2 separate regions of the Manis pentadactyla genome follow, and region 2 is linked to region 1. The links are chromatin contacts, called in public Hi-C maps. All regions are on one chromosome and are shown on one strand. Each heading gives the region's core, a stretch centred on a gene start, on an enhancer-like site or on the middle of the called end of the contact. The rest is flanking DNA. Distances are from core to core; before and after follow the strand shown.

Region 1 (6,095 bases), core at 2,227-4,726:
CTTTGCTATTCTGCTTTTAAGTCATTTCTCTCTTCTTACATTTCACCATAAGCAGAAAGAACCAAGCCAACCAGCAACACTTTGCTTAGCAATCTCTTCAGCGAAACACCCAGCTTCAGCACTTGCAAAATCCGCCTTTCACAAAAACACTGAAACACGAAGACAATTCAGCCAAGTTCTTGCCACTATACAACAAGGATCGCCTTTCCTCCAGCTTCCAATAACACAGTCCTCATTTCCATCTGAGACCTCATCAGAATGACCTTTACCATACTGCAATTCTATGAAACAATGGTGACATCTGCTGTCTGTGCTTGCCAAATTGCCTTTAAATTCACAGCAATGTAGGCTTTTTCTAACATGCATCTCAAAGTCTTCTGGCCTCTTCCCATTGCCCAGTTCTAAAGCTGCTTCCACATTTGTAGGGATTTGTTACAGAAGCACCCCACTTCTTGGAACCAATTTCTGTCTTAGTCCCTTTGTGCTGCTATAACAAAGATGCCATAGACTGGGTGGCTTAAATGACAAACATTTCTCAAGGTGTCTGCAGATTTGGGGTCTGGTAGAACTGCTTCTTGCTTCACAGATGGCCGTCTTCTCACTGTGTCTCCACATGGTGCAAAGAGGGCTAGAGACCTCTCTGGGGTCCCTTTTATCAGGGCATAGTCCCATTAATGAGGGCCCTACATTCATGACCTTAACTATTCCCCTAAGCCCCATCATATAACACCACCACCTTGGCAGTTAGTATTTCAACATGAATTCGAGGGGGACACTTGGAGTTGCCGGTCTTTTTAATTTAGTCATTCTACTGGGTGTGTGGTGGTATCATTGTGATTTTAGTTTCCATCTGGTATCATTTTCCTTTTGCCTGAATAACTTTCTTGTGCGGATCTGCTAGTGAAGAACTCTTGTGACTTTTGTTTGTCTGAAAAGTCTTCATTTTGTCTTTAGTTTTAAAAGATGGGGAAGGAAACTCGGTGTCTTGATTCCTCTTTCCTGCTCCTCGCTGAACAGAATTCCTGTGCATCTCTGCCATGTGGGAGGTGGAATGGAGGTAAGAGGTTTGTGCAAAGCCCCAGCTCCTCTCTCTCTACATGGGACCCTTCCTTAGAGCTTCTTGAAGAATCTAACTGGGTAGTCCTGACTCCGCTGATCTTTATTTGTCCTAGGGGATGGGAGATCTATGTGGATTTGCGAGTGGGAGAGGGTGTGAGAAAAGAAGTGTGGGGTTGTGCACAATAGGGTGAGTGTGTTTATGAAACAATGGTGACATCTGCTGTCTGTGCTTGCCTAACACTTCTGGGATAATGCTGTTACTTTCTCTTTTGTTGTTTGGAAGTTCTCCTTGAAGTCTAACTGTAGGTCAGACTGTCATTTTCTATGGTTGGGGGAATGAATGCCATTTCATGAGTATGAAAAAACATACAAAGAGTTGGAAACCACTGACTTGGGTCCACACCACTAGACGCCAGGCCTCCTTTATTTGGCTCCTACCAGCAACTTCACTCACTTTAACATCCTAGCTACTCTCTTGGATGCCAGAGGGCAAATGGAGGGGAACAGAAGAGAACGTGGCAGTAGGTCCCCTAAGGATTGCATAGCAGTCGCTTTCTTCTCTTAGTGCTGGTCCTGGGTCCCCCATGCCTGGGGAGAGAGAGGGGTGTTAGAGTTGAGGTTTAGCAGGGCAGCACACAGAGCCCAACCGTATCAACCTCCTGTCTCACAGAAAGGCAACATGTAACCCATGTGGGGGGAGTAGCTTCATCTGCGCGCCCCATCGTGGCTTTGGGGAGGGCAGGGCAGTGGCTAGCCCCCTGGTTAGAAAGCCAAAAGCTCCTGTGAAGTTTCATCACGCTAATGTGGGTGGCCAGCTTCCAGCTGGATCTCCTCCACTCCCCCTCACTCCCCTCCACCCCAGGAAGGCTGTGAAGCCTGGGGCGATGGGCACCGGGGAGCTGCGCCGAGTCTCATTTGGAGCCCTCGGCCGGCGTAGACCTCGCTTTCGTGGAGGAGACACGCCTGCCCAGCCAATCGCCTGCCTTGGCGCCGCACTCTCCACGCTCATTCCCGTTGCTTGGCGGTTTTGGAGGTGCGGGCCAGCTCCGGGAGTCATTCCCCTGCGCTGCGAGACAGCCTCGTCTTCCGCCCCGTGTCGGGGAGAGCTCGCTCAGGTTCCGCTGAAGCTCCAGGTACACCAGAGCCAGTCTCGGCCTGGAGCGCCCTCTGGCGGTGCTAGGCGCCAGGCCTGGGATTGAATGAGCTGGACATTGCCTGCCAGACGGCGGAGCTCCGAAACCTTTCTGCCTGGCGTGTTACCTAGACTCCCTCCAAGTCCAGCACTACGCCTCAGGCTGATGCCAAATAGGCACGAGGCAGCCTTAGACAGCTTCTGGGACCAGAATGGTAGCGGTCCAGGGAGGGCCAAGGTGCGGCCAAGGGCGACTTCGTCAATGTGGACATTTAGTTGTTGGTCCTGGAGTCATATCTGCCTTTCTTCTCTTAACTAGTCACTGTCCAGAGGAGCTGTACTGGTTTCCTTGGCTTCTTGGTGGTTTACCAACCTCATTGCCATCACAGCTGAGCTACCTCCCTTCCTGGACATTGAAGCAGGAGGGGTGCAGCTGTGCATGTGGGGTTGGAGCCCTGGTTAGGCTGGCCGTCCTCAGGGCTTGGAGGAAGAGGAGGGCTCCCAATAAAACATAGCTTTGTCTATTCCTAAATAAAGCCTGAGGTGGCATTCAAGGCCCATCATAGTTCGCCTGTCTGGACTTGTTAGGCCAGGATACCCACCTTTGGGCCATTGGTCACTCATCTGTTCCCTGGCTGGGACTAAGGAAAAGTGGGAAGCCTAGGATGTAAAAAGTGCAGGCTAGCACCAGCAAGACCCTGAGACTGAGTTTCTTCCCTCCCACCTTTCCATCTTGCCTGCACTATAAGCCTTGAGCTCCCAGAAGGCAGAGACTGCGCCTGCTACTCCCCAGGTAGCCTCCCAGCCCAGCGTCTAGCAGGGCAGGGCTCACGGAGCTCAAGAAACATTTGTCCATATTTGTCATGGCCAAACTTTCCATCTTTCTTTCCTGTTGAGAAAAATGGCCCAGGTTGGGAAGAACACGTGACCTAATGGATTCTACTTTGGCCAGTGTCTGGACTTTTTTGTTTTTTTGCGGGGAGAACCCCATGCTGGTGTGAGATTCAGAAAATCCAAGCCAGAAAGTAAAGGGCATTTAATCCCACGAATTCTTTTTACATGCGGTGGAACAGAACCGGATAGTGACGATGACTTGCTCCAAGTCACCCGGCCACGCAGAGGCAGGGACAGGGCTACATAATTCTTCCACGACGTGACCTATCCCAGAAAGCGTACTGGATGCGCATCGAGTGTATCGACTTTTAACTTATCGAGCCTGGAACAATGAGCAGGCTCGATCCATTGCTTTGACTGCCAGCAAGTGCTGCTCACCGATTGGTCCTGGTGAGGAAACGGAGAAAAGTGCACGTGGGAGCCGAGGCAGCCCAGACGTGTCAGGGTGGGGGCCTGTTCCCGGAGAAGACATGGCGTCGCTCAGTTGTAGCACCGTCGTCTGCGTGATATGCTTGGAGAAACCCAAATACCGCTGCCCCGCCTGCCGCATGCCTTAGTGAGCTCGGGAGGGCGAGGAGGGGGGCTGAGTGTTGGGCCTGGCTGGGGCTGCGGGGCTGCGGGAGGGTCCGCGTAGCCCTCGGAGCTGACGCAGGCCTTGCACTCTGTTACAGCTGTTCGGTGACTTGTTTCCGGAAGCATAAAGGTAAGGCCCCGGTGTCCCTGCCCCAGCCCTGCGCCGCGCCCCGTGCGGGGCAGCCCCCGCTCCCTACCGGCGTCTCGGGACCGCGCTCCCTCCGGGCCTCGCCCGCCCGATCCTGTGGGAGGGCCTCTGCCTGTGAGAGCATCTCCGGAGTTTGAACATTCAGAAACTTCTGCGCTGACTTTCCTTCTATGTACCGTCCTTTTTTTTTTTAACTTTAAAAATAGGCGACGACTTGACTAACAGCAAAAGTCGATCCTGGCTGTTTCTTCATCTTAGTATTCTGACGCAGCCCCTCATTGGAAGAAGCTGGATGGCTAAAGTTAATGTTTTATTTTTTTTTTAAATAATGTCTTGTTAGAACAGTGAGGTACATTAGAGAGATGATGTACTGCAAGGAGCGATGCTGTTAATGTTGTCAGGTCTACATTTTAATTCTCCAATCCCGCACTTGGTCTCAGTCCCCGGGGACCCTTTCCACTACCTCATGCTTCCTACTCTGACATTAAACTTCCCCATTGCTGCTTCTACTTCATCCCCTCCGGTCTTTGGCCCTTTTTTTGTTTGTTTGTTTAAACCTGAGTATCCGGAGCATTTTCCGCTCAAGATAGATAGAACTGCTTTGTTGGAAATGGGGTTGGGGAGCCGTGCCTGGACCACGTCCCTCTCGCCCTGCAGCCCTGTGAGGACGCTCCACGAACCCCTAGGTCAGGCAGGAGCTCTTAACTATCTGGTCCTGCTACTGCCAGGGTGATTTTTCTGAAATGTAAATTAGAGTAATTCACATCCACGTTGAAAACCCCTTTCTCTAGCAAAGGAGGTCAGTGGTTGTTAACCTGGGTATTGCTCTTTCTAGGGAGACAGAGGGTCACATTGTGTTGTCACTGTCGCTGAGGAGGGGTTGGCCGTACTGAGGTTAACTGGTATTGACTCAGACATCCTGCGGGAGTCAGACTATCCTACAGCATTAAATACCTTTCTGCCCTAGCACAGCAGCACCCTTGCTGAGAGACTCTGTCTTGGAAGAAAGGTGAACCTCCCTTGTGTTGTGGTCTTTTGCTGCTTCTACTTGTGCCCCAGCCACCTGCCAGGCCTGCCCTGCTAATCAGCTGGCAGTTGCTCATCACCGTCTCCTTGCATTTGCCCCTATTCTTTCAAGGGTCGGGTCCTGCTATAGACCCCTCTGCCAGGAATGCACTTTCCACCTGGCAACACCTCTCCCTGCCAGACTCCTCTTGGTTGGCTTCTTGGCTTTCTCACATGAATTAGATCAGACTCATTTTATCCGTATCTCTAGCTGTCAGCCATAAGACTGAACCCCTCTGAGAGGGGCCTGAGGACTTTCACATGTGTATTCCCAGTAGCACATGGTGCATGCAAATTTGTTATCTGAAACTGCTGAGAAAATGGTTTGATGCTAATTGAAAATAGTGTGCCACTTAATTGTGGTGAAAGCCACAATTAGGACAGTGAGGATTGGGACAGACCCTACAGATGCATGAGGTCTGTTCCCTCAGCCCTTCCACCAGGCCCATGATGGCTTGTTCTTTTTCTTATACTGCCTCTTGATCTGATCTTTCACATTCTCTCTATCCATCTCCACCCCACTCATAGCCCTTACCCTGCACATACACTTCCCACCTAGATGCTGCCTTGGTGGGGAGGTGCCACCTTGTCACTCAGATGGAGGTGATGTGCACCTGAGATCTGTGTCTCTTTCAGAGCAGTGCAATCCTGAAACTCAACCTGGTGGGAAAAAAATAAGATCAGCTGCTATTGCAATAAGTATAAAGCCTGTGGAAGATGAAGGTGGGTTAACTGACTTCAAACAAACAAAACCTGGGAAAGGGTTCAAATAGAAAACATTGGAAGAAAAGAAGAGACTTGGGCTGGGGCAGGGAGTGGAGAATGATGGGTTCATTAGGGAGCAGCAGCTGCCTTGGCCCTGAGCACCAGGAGTGGGGGCACCTGTCGTCAGGAGGTGGGGGGGTACTGCAGAGCAGCCTGAAGCCAGTGTTCAGGACAAGAAGTATGGGAGCAGATGGGAGAAAGGCCAAAGTGGTGGTTTGGGGCTGAGGGGTGGACCTTGCTGTTGGGAGTCTTCAATCACGGCTTTTCAGGTCTACAGCCATGGGCCTGGCTGGGGCTGTCAGTTCACCTGAGCCGGGTCCAGCAGGGAGATTGCTTGTGGCCTAGGTCGCCTGCTGCTGCTCTGGGTTTCTCATAGCTTATAGCAGGAGTGCGGGCTGCCATCCCAGCCAGCCAGCCAACCTCTCCTTTAATACCTTATGGGTGTCATGCACCATGCCA
Region 2 (6,095 bases), core at 2,357-4,856, 310 kb before region 1:
AATGAAAAGGCTACGTATCGTATGATTTCAACTACATGACATTCTGGAAAAGACAAACTATGGAGACAGTAGAATGGTTGGTGGTTGCCAGGGGCTTGGGGGGAAGGAGGGAGGCATGAATAGGTGGAGCCCAGAGTTTTTAGGGCAGCAAAACTATTCTGTGTGGTACTATAATGGTGGGTATATGTCATTGTACATTTGTCAAAGCATATGGAATGTACAACACAGAGAGTGTACCCTAATATGAACTACAGACATTATTTAGTTAATAATGTATCAATATTGGCTCATCAATGGTAAATTACCTACTACAAGAAGTTAGTAATAAGGAAAACAGGAGGGGTTGGCATATGGGAACTCTGTATTTTCCACTCAGTTTTTCTATAAACCTAACACTGTTTTTTAAAAAAGCCTATTGAAAACGTTCATTAATGTAATTTCAGATTCCATATTGCAAGTAACGGCTGCTTACTGAATTTTGGTGTGATATCCAAAAAAAAAAATCTGCTATTATCTGAAAACGCTAATAAAATACTCCTCTTTTTCTAACATATCTATCTGTATGAGTCTGGGTTTTCTTCATGTACTTCAACCAAATCAATATATCCTAAGGGACGGGCTGCAGATGCAGGTTCAAGAGTCCAGCTGTCTTCAATTAAGCCAGACACTGAAGCAATTTGCAAAAATTATGTAAAACAATGCTGCTATTCTCAATGATTTTTTTGTTTTGGAAAATACTATTTCTCATAAAAATATGTTTATGTTAAAATGCAATGGACTTCTTGTTTTTATTTTTAAATGGATTAATAAATACATATTGTGAATATTTTTCTTTAGCTTTAATTTCTAATAGGGCAAATATCAATAGATATAACCTATATAAACAAATGCTTTTGGGGATTCCCAGAGATTTTTAAGAAGTTAGAAGTGACCTGACGCCAAAGCTTTTGAGAATCACTGTTTTGGAACAAAGCCAGGCCAGGCTCTGTCCACAGTGTCTGGAGCCTTCCTCCACGCTGGCTGTGCCCTTCTGCCTGGCCTCAACTGTCCCCACCTGTGGCTCCCCAGGGATGTCCCTGCCACTGCTAACATCAGGGGGTGTGTATGGAGAGTGAATAAATATTGAGAACCTGAAGCTGAGCTTCTGTAGAGAGAGGTAGGGGCAGAGGGGTCTTCCTCAGGCAGCGAGCCATGGGAAGGAGGAGGGGCACCGGTTATATCAGAGGGCCCTTCAGTTCCAGGCACTCCCCCACCCCCAAATCCAAGAACACACCAGCCAGCCCCAAGCTGGGCCCGGGAGGAGCTCTCCCAAGAGCCTCACCAGAAACTTGGCCAGCTGGTTGCTCTTGGTGTGCTTGTAGAGACTGCGGAGCTGCTTCGCCTCCAGTTCTGAAAAGAGGGAGACAAATCGCCAGAGCATCCTGCAGGGGAGAAACCCACAGCTGAGGAAGGCAGAGCACAGCCCCTCTCCCTCCAGCATTTGTCCTGTGGCGGGCACCCACCCAGGAAGAATGGACCACGCACTGCTGCCTTCTTTGTGTTTTGTTGGAGGCATGAAGAAATGGAGTTTGCCAAGCCTGGAACATCCTGTCCTGGTGATGAGCACCCCCACCACCTGGTAGTTGTTCAATCAGAGGTTATTCTCCTCAGGGTCAGGAGAGCTCTTTGCACTGTGTGGACAGCCACGGTATATCAATGCTGGAGTGACTAGAGGACCCTGTTCTCTCCACCCCTCTTTACCATGCTCACTTCAGGATCCTGACTCTTTCACAGAAAGATGAAGGACTAGGGGATCTTGACTGAGGTGTGGCCTCAAATCTAGAGGGAGGGGCCCAGGAGTGGGTGTGATGGGAAGGGCCAGGAGGCTGCCCTACTTCCTCCAGTGCTTGATTTCCCAGGCTTGGCAGTAGTGCTGCAGAAAGGCATTGATGTGATCCCCTAGGACCACCAGGCTCTGCTTCATGTACTTTAGCTGCTTCTTCTCAGGAACGTCCTTGGGCAGGTGCAACTTTCGCAGGAACTTCTTCAGTGGCCTTAGGTATTCTTTACACTGAGGAGGCAACAGGTGAAGTGAGAGGCCATTGGAGAAAAGAAGAGGCAGATGGGCAGCCCCAAGGAACCAGCAGGTTGGCTCAGCTGCAGCCCTTGTGGCCTAGGAAGGGGCACACATGTTAGATGAGGAGGTTGTAGTCAACCTCTTACACACTTCCTTCCCAAGAGTGTGGCAAGTGGGGAGGCGAGCTATGGGCTGAGGCCCACCAATTGCTGAACCAGGTCTCCTGACCTGTGTGGAGCAGGGACCTGGGTCCTGAGCTGGCCTGTTACTCACAATTTTGAAGGCGTCCTGGCTGAGGCCCTTGGCATGGCACACCAGGGACACTCTAGCAGGGATGGTGCTGAAGCTCTCCTCTAAGTAGGGTACATCTTCCACCTGTGGGGAGGCAGGGGCAGTGGTTGGTTGGGGGGCTTAGGCTGCTGCTCCTGAAGGGCAGCAGTGCTGGGCAACCACTGGTCCAAATGCCAGTCAAAGTCCTTCTCCATTTTCCCTATGACGTCTTCCTTGACCCAGCCCTGAGGTGAGTGAACCCTGGGCAAAGAAACGCATTTTTGAGAATCCCTGCTGAGAAATTCTAGAATGTTCCCCCAATTTCTTTGATAATAATCATAGCATAGTATACTAACAAACTTCGCAATGCACTTGGTAAACATTCGTTTTATTCTACCACAAATTCTGTGAGGTTAGATATCATTATCCCTTTTTATAGATGAGAACACTGAGGCAGCAAGAGATTTAATTAACTCCTTGGGAGAATGAGCAGGGATTCATTAATTCATCCACCAAGTAAACATTTATTGAGTATCCACTTCCCAGGCCCACCTCTTTGTATCCCTAACCTTTAGCATCATGTCATGCTACCTACTGGGTACTCAGAAAAACATGTGATGGTGATAGTAATCACGAGAAGGAAATTTCTGGGCAAAAGTGGGGCAAAAAAGGCTGAAAATTAATGAAGATGGAGTGACCAAAATAATACTTGAAGTCAAGAGTACAGGGTTAGATTGACATGGCTGGGTTTGCACCTGACCTTTTAAAAGACTTTCAGAAAAATGGGCATTAATTCCTGCTTGTGTTCAGGGGAACAAGAAAGATCCAAGCCCAGACCACCCTGAAGGCAGAGACCAAGAAAAAAGATGGGGGTAGACGGAGAGGGTATGGGATACAGGCTTCTCTAGGCCCCAGAGAGAGGGGACTCTAGGTGATCACCTCCTTTAACACACCACCACACCACACAACCATGTACACACACACACACACATACACACGGGCCCTTGTCTCTTCATAACCAACCAACAATCACGTCCAGGAATACATGTCCTTGATAAACATCTGTTTGAATGAATTCATCTTCTCTTGTTCCTTTAGTCTCTTGCTAACTCATGTACCTCATCATTGTTTTCCTTCTCTTCTTCCTTGACTTTCCTATTCTCTGCTTTCCAAAACCGGCCCTCAGGGACTCTCCTTTTTCCCCTCCCTCACATCCCCAGCCCCCTCACCTTCTCTAGAGGCTCGTCCCCTTCACCCTCTCGCCCATCTGAGGCCTCCATCTCAGTAGGTGCACTGGTGGGCTCCAGAGTGGCACTCCTCATGTCCCCTCAGGCTGCTGACCTGCTGCTTCTGTGACCCAGGTGACCCAGGGACCGGCCGGGTTGGCTCCAGAACGCGGAGGGAAACCGTGGCAGCTGTCAACACAGAGCCCCCCCCCCCACCCGTTCCTAGGGTGGTCGCCGGCCGTCGCCTGCCAACTGGGAGCTGGACGGGGGGCGTGAGGAAGATGTGCGAGGCAGAGCTGGAACTTTGTCGGAGCCCCCGGCCGGTCGGGATGGGCTGTACCCCTTCTCCCGAGAGAACTGTCAGTTGCTGTTGATTTTGAACCCTGGTACGGCTTGTGAGGTAATTTTCTCGCGTGAGTACCATTCAGGCCTCCCCTCCCCCCCACCCCCGTTACATCGTGCGCTTCCTGAGACGGGGGACCGGGGTTTGTAACTTTCCTCTCGGGATTTGGGACTAAGGGCTAGAGGGTGCATTGAGAAAATGGAATACAGTAAATCTCCCGAGATAGAGCTCTTCTACCCACCTGTGGCCTCCAGGAAGTTAATAAGCCAGTTGTGGTGGGTGTTGGATGACGGCATTGGAGGTATCTTTGCGGGGGTGGAGGGGTACAAAAATACTAGCCACCGTGTATTATGTCAACCCTCGCAACAGTCTTCCCGGGGCTAGGTACCCGTAGCGATCCCATTCCACAGAAGAGGAGCCGAGATGCAGAGGCCCGCACGGTGTCCCAGGCCGGCGGCCACTAGGGGGGGTGCGGAAGTTTGGGCCGAACTGCGGTCCTTCTGGGGACCGGGGGCGCCGCTGAGGCGCGCGGGGCCTCCGCGTCCGCTGAGGCGCGGGGGCGGGTCCCAGCCGCCGCCCGGCCCCCAGCGCGGCTCCGGCTGCCCCTCGCGTCCTTCAGCGCGCGCGGCCGGCGACGGCGCTGGACGGGCGGCCCGCGTCCGCTCCCCGCGCTTGCGCCTGCCACCCGGAGCGCCGCGGCCCTCGCCTCTGTGTGCTCTGGGCCCGGCGTCCCGTGTTCCCCACCCAGGTTGGCCGTCTTCCTACCCGGCCTTTGCAGGCGCCGCGTTGGGGCGCGGCAGGACGCTTGTGGCTCTACCTCCAAACGGAAAGGTCTGTTCTCTGACCATTAATTCAGGATTATTTTGCTGCCATTAAGAAGAATAATTAAATTGGCAAGAGTGAGGAGAAAGGAGCTCTCTTATACTCTTCTGCTGGGAGTGGGAATTGGTAAACAAGGTAATGCAAAATATTAACTATGCATTCCCTTTGACACACAAATTCTACGTCTGGGAATTTGTGCTAAGGAAAGATGGATGTAGCAGGACTGTTACAATGGTGACAATTTGGAAAAAACTGAAGCGTCATCAATAGGATAAGGTAGTTAAACTGTGGTACACCCATACTTAAAAGTACTATGCTGTGAAATATTAAAGTTAAAATTAATGTTTAAAAACACTTTACTACTAAAATAGGAATTATTAAAATACTACTCTATATAATACTAATTAAAAATTTAAACTTTAAATTACTCTGTATGGAAAACTGTATGGTATTATATATTTTTCTAAGTATGTATTTATATATACACAGAAAAAAGTCTTTAAGGATACCTTTCAAAATCTCAAGGGCGACTTTTCACTTTCTTTGCGTATTGTCTGCCTTTTTAAAAATAATATGTTTTACATTTACAGTCAGAAAGGGCAGCTATGTTTTTAAAAGTTACTTGTAAGGAATTAAAAACATTATAAATGCTAGTTTAAAAACAGCATAAAAGAGTATTACATTGTAACTCATACTTACATAAGTGAACAAGGATATGGACGAAGACTGGAAAAAAACAGTAAAAAAAAACAAGGAATTGAATATATATATTCAATTCAAATATACTCTCCTGCCCCAAATAATACCTACAATTCAGAAGGGGGAAAAAAGCGTCAGAACCTCAAGGTTTATCCGTCCCTGCCTGTTCCTTCACCCCGCTCCACCCCTTCTTTTCCTTCTCAGAGCCTCCAGCAAGTCCTAGACTCTGGTTGCCTGCCCTATTCCCATAATGGTTTCTTACCAACCTTAGGGAGTAGCCTGAAGAGACAGTTGAACCTGTCAGCAGCCAGGAATTAATGGTTCCATATTCAACCATTAACTAAGACAAAACAAAAATCCATTGCCTTTAGGAAACATCCTTCAGAATTCAATTAGTCAGTGTAAAATGACTCTACAGGGCAAGTCAACTCATTCAACAGAGTTATTCCTCCAATGTTTAATTTGAAAACCCTATGTACCATGTACTTTAGGCAGGTGGGGTGGGGGTGGAGATGGTGGGGGTGTTAATTTGTCCACCCTCCACTTTATGCAGGCTGGCATGTTCCTTGATGGGACCAGCCAGTTTCCTTCTCATCATGTCTCACCCTTATCCCCAGTGCACATGATAGAGCTCACAAAATTCTTGTTGTATGCCCTGACTTCAGTGGATAAAGCCACT

The links. A called contact is a pair of places that touch in the nucleus more often than the background predicts.
Region 2: a contact with region 1 is called in a Hi-C map of skin fibroblasts, with 6 times the contacts expected there. The contact joins the promoter of CHCT1 here to the promoter of ZNHIT3 in region 1. A contact is called at or near these places in 2 of 3 Hi-C or Micro-C datasets (fibroblasts and skin fibroblasts).

What each region holds. Positions count from the first base shown.
Region 1 is chr4:154,249,966-154,256,060 of mManPen7.hap1, reverse strand. ZNHIT3 (zinc finger HIT-type containing 3) reads left to right here and starts at 3,476. Exons shown (of 3, transcript XM_057501262.1): 1 at 3,476-3,641; 2 at 3,757-3,788. The coding sequence starts at 3,556.
Region 2 is chr4:154,561,221-154,567,315 of mManPen7.hap1, reverse strand. It overlaps CHCT1 (CHD1 helical C-terminal domain containing 1), which reads right to left and starts at 3,606. Exons shown (of 6, transcript XM_036910996.2): 1 at 3,556-3,606; 2 at 2,330-2,431; 3 at 1,875-2,050; 4 at 1,322-1,421. The coding sequence starts at 3,606.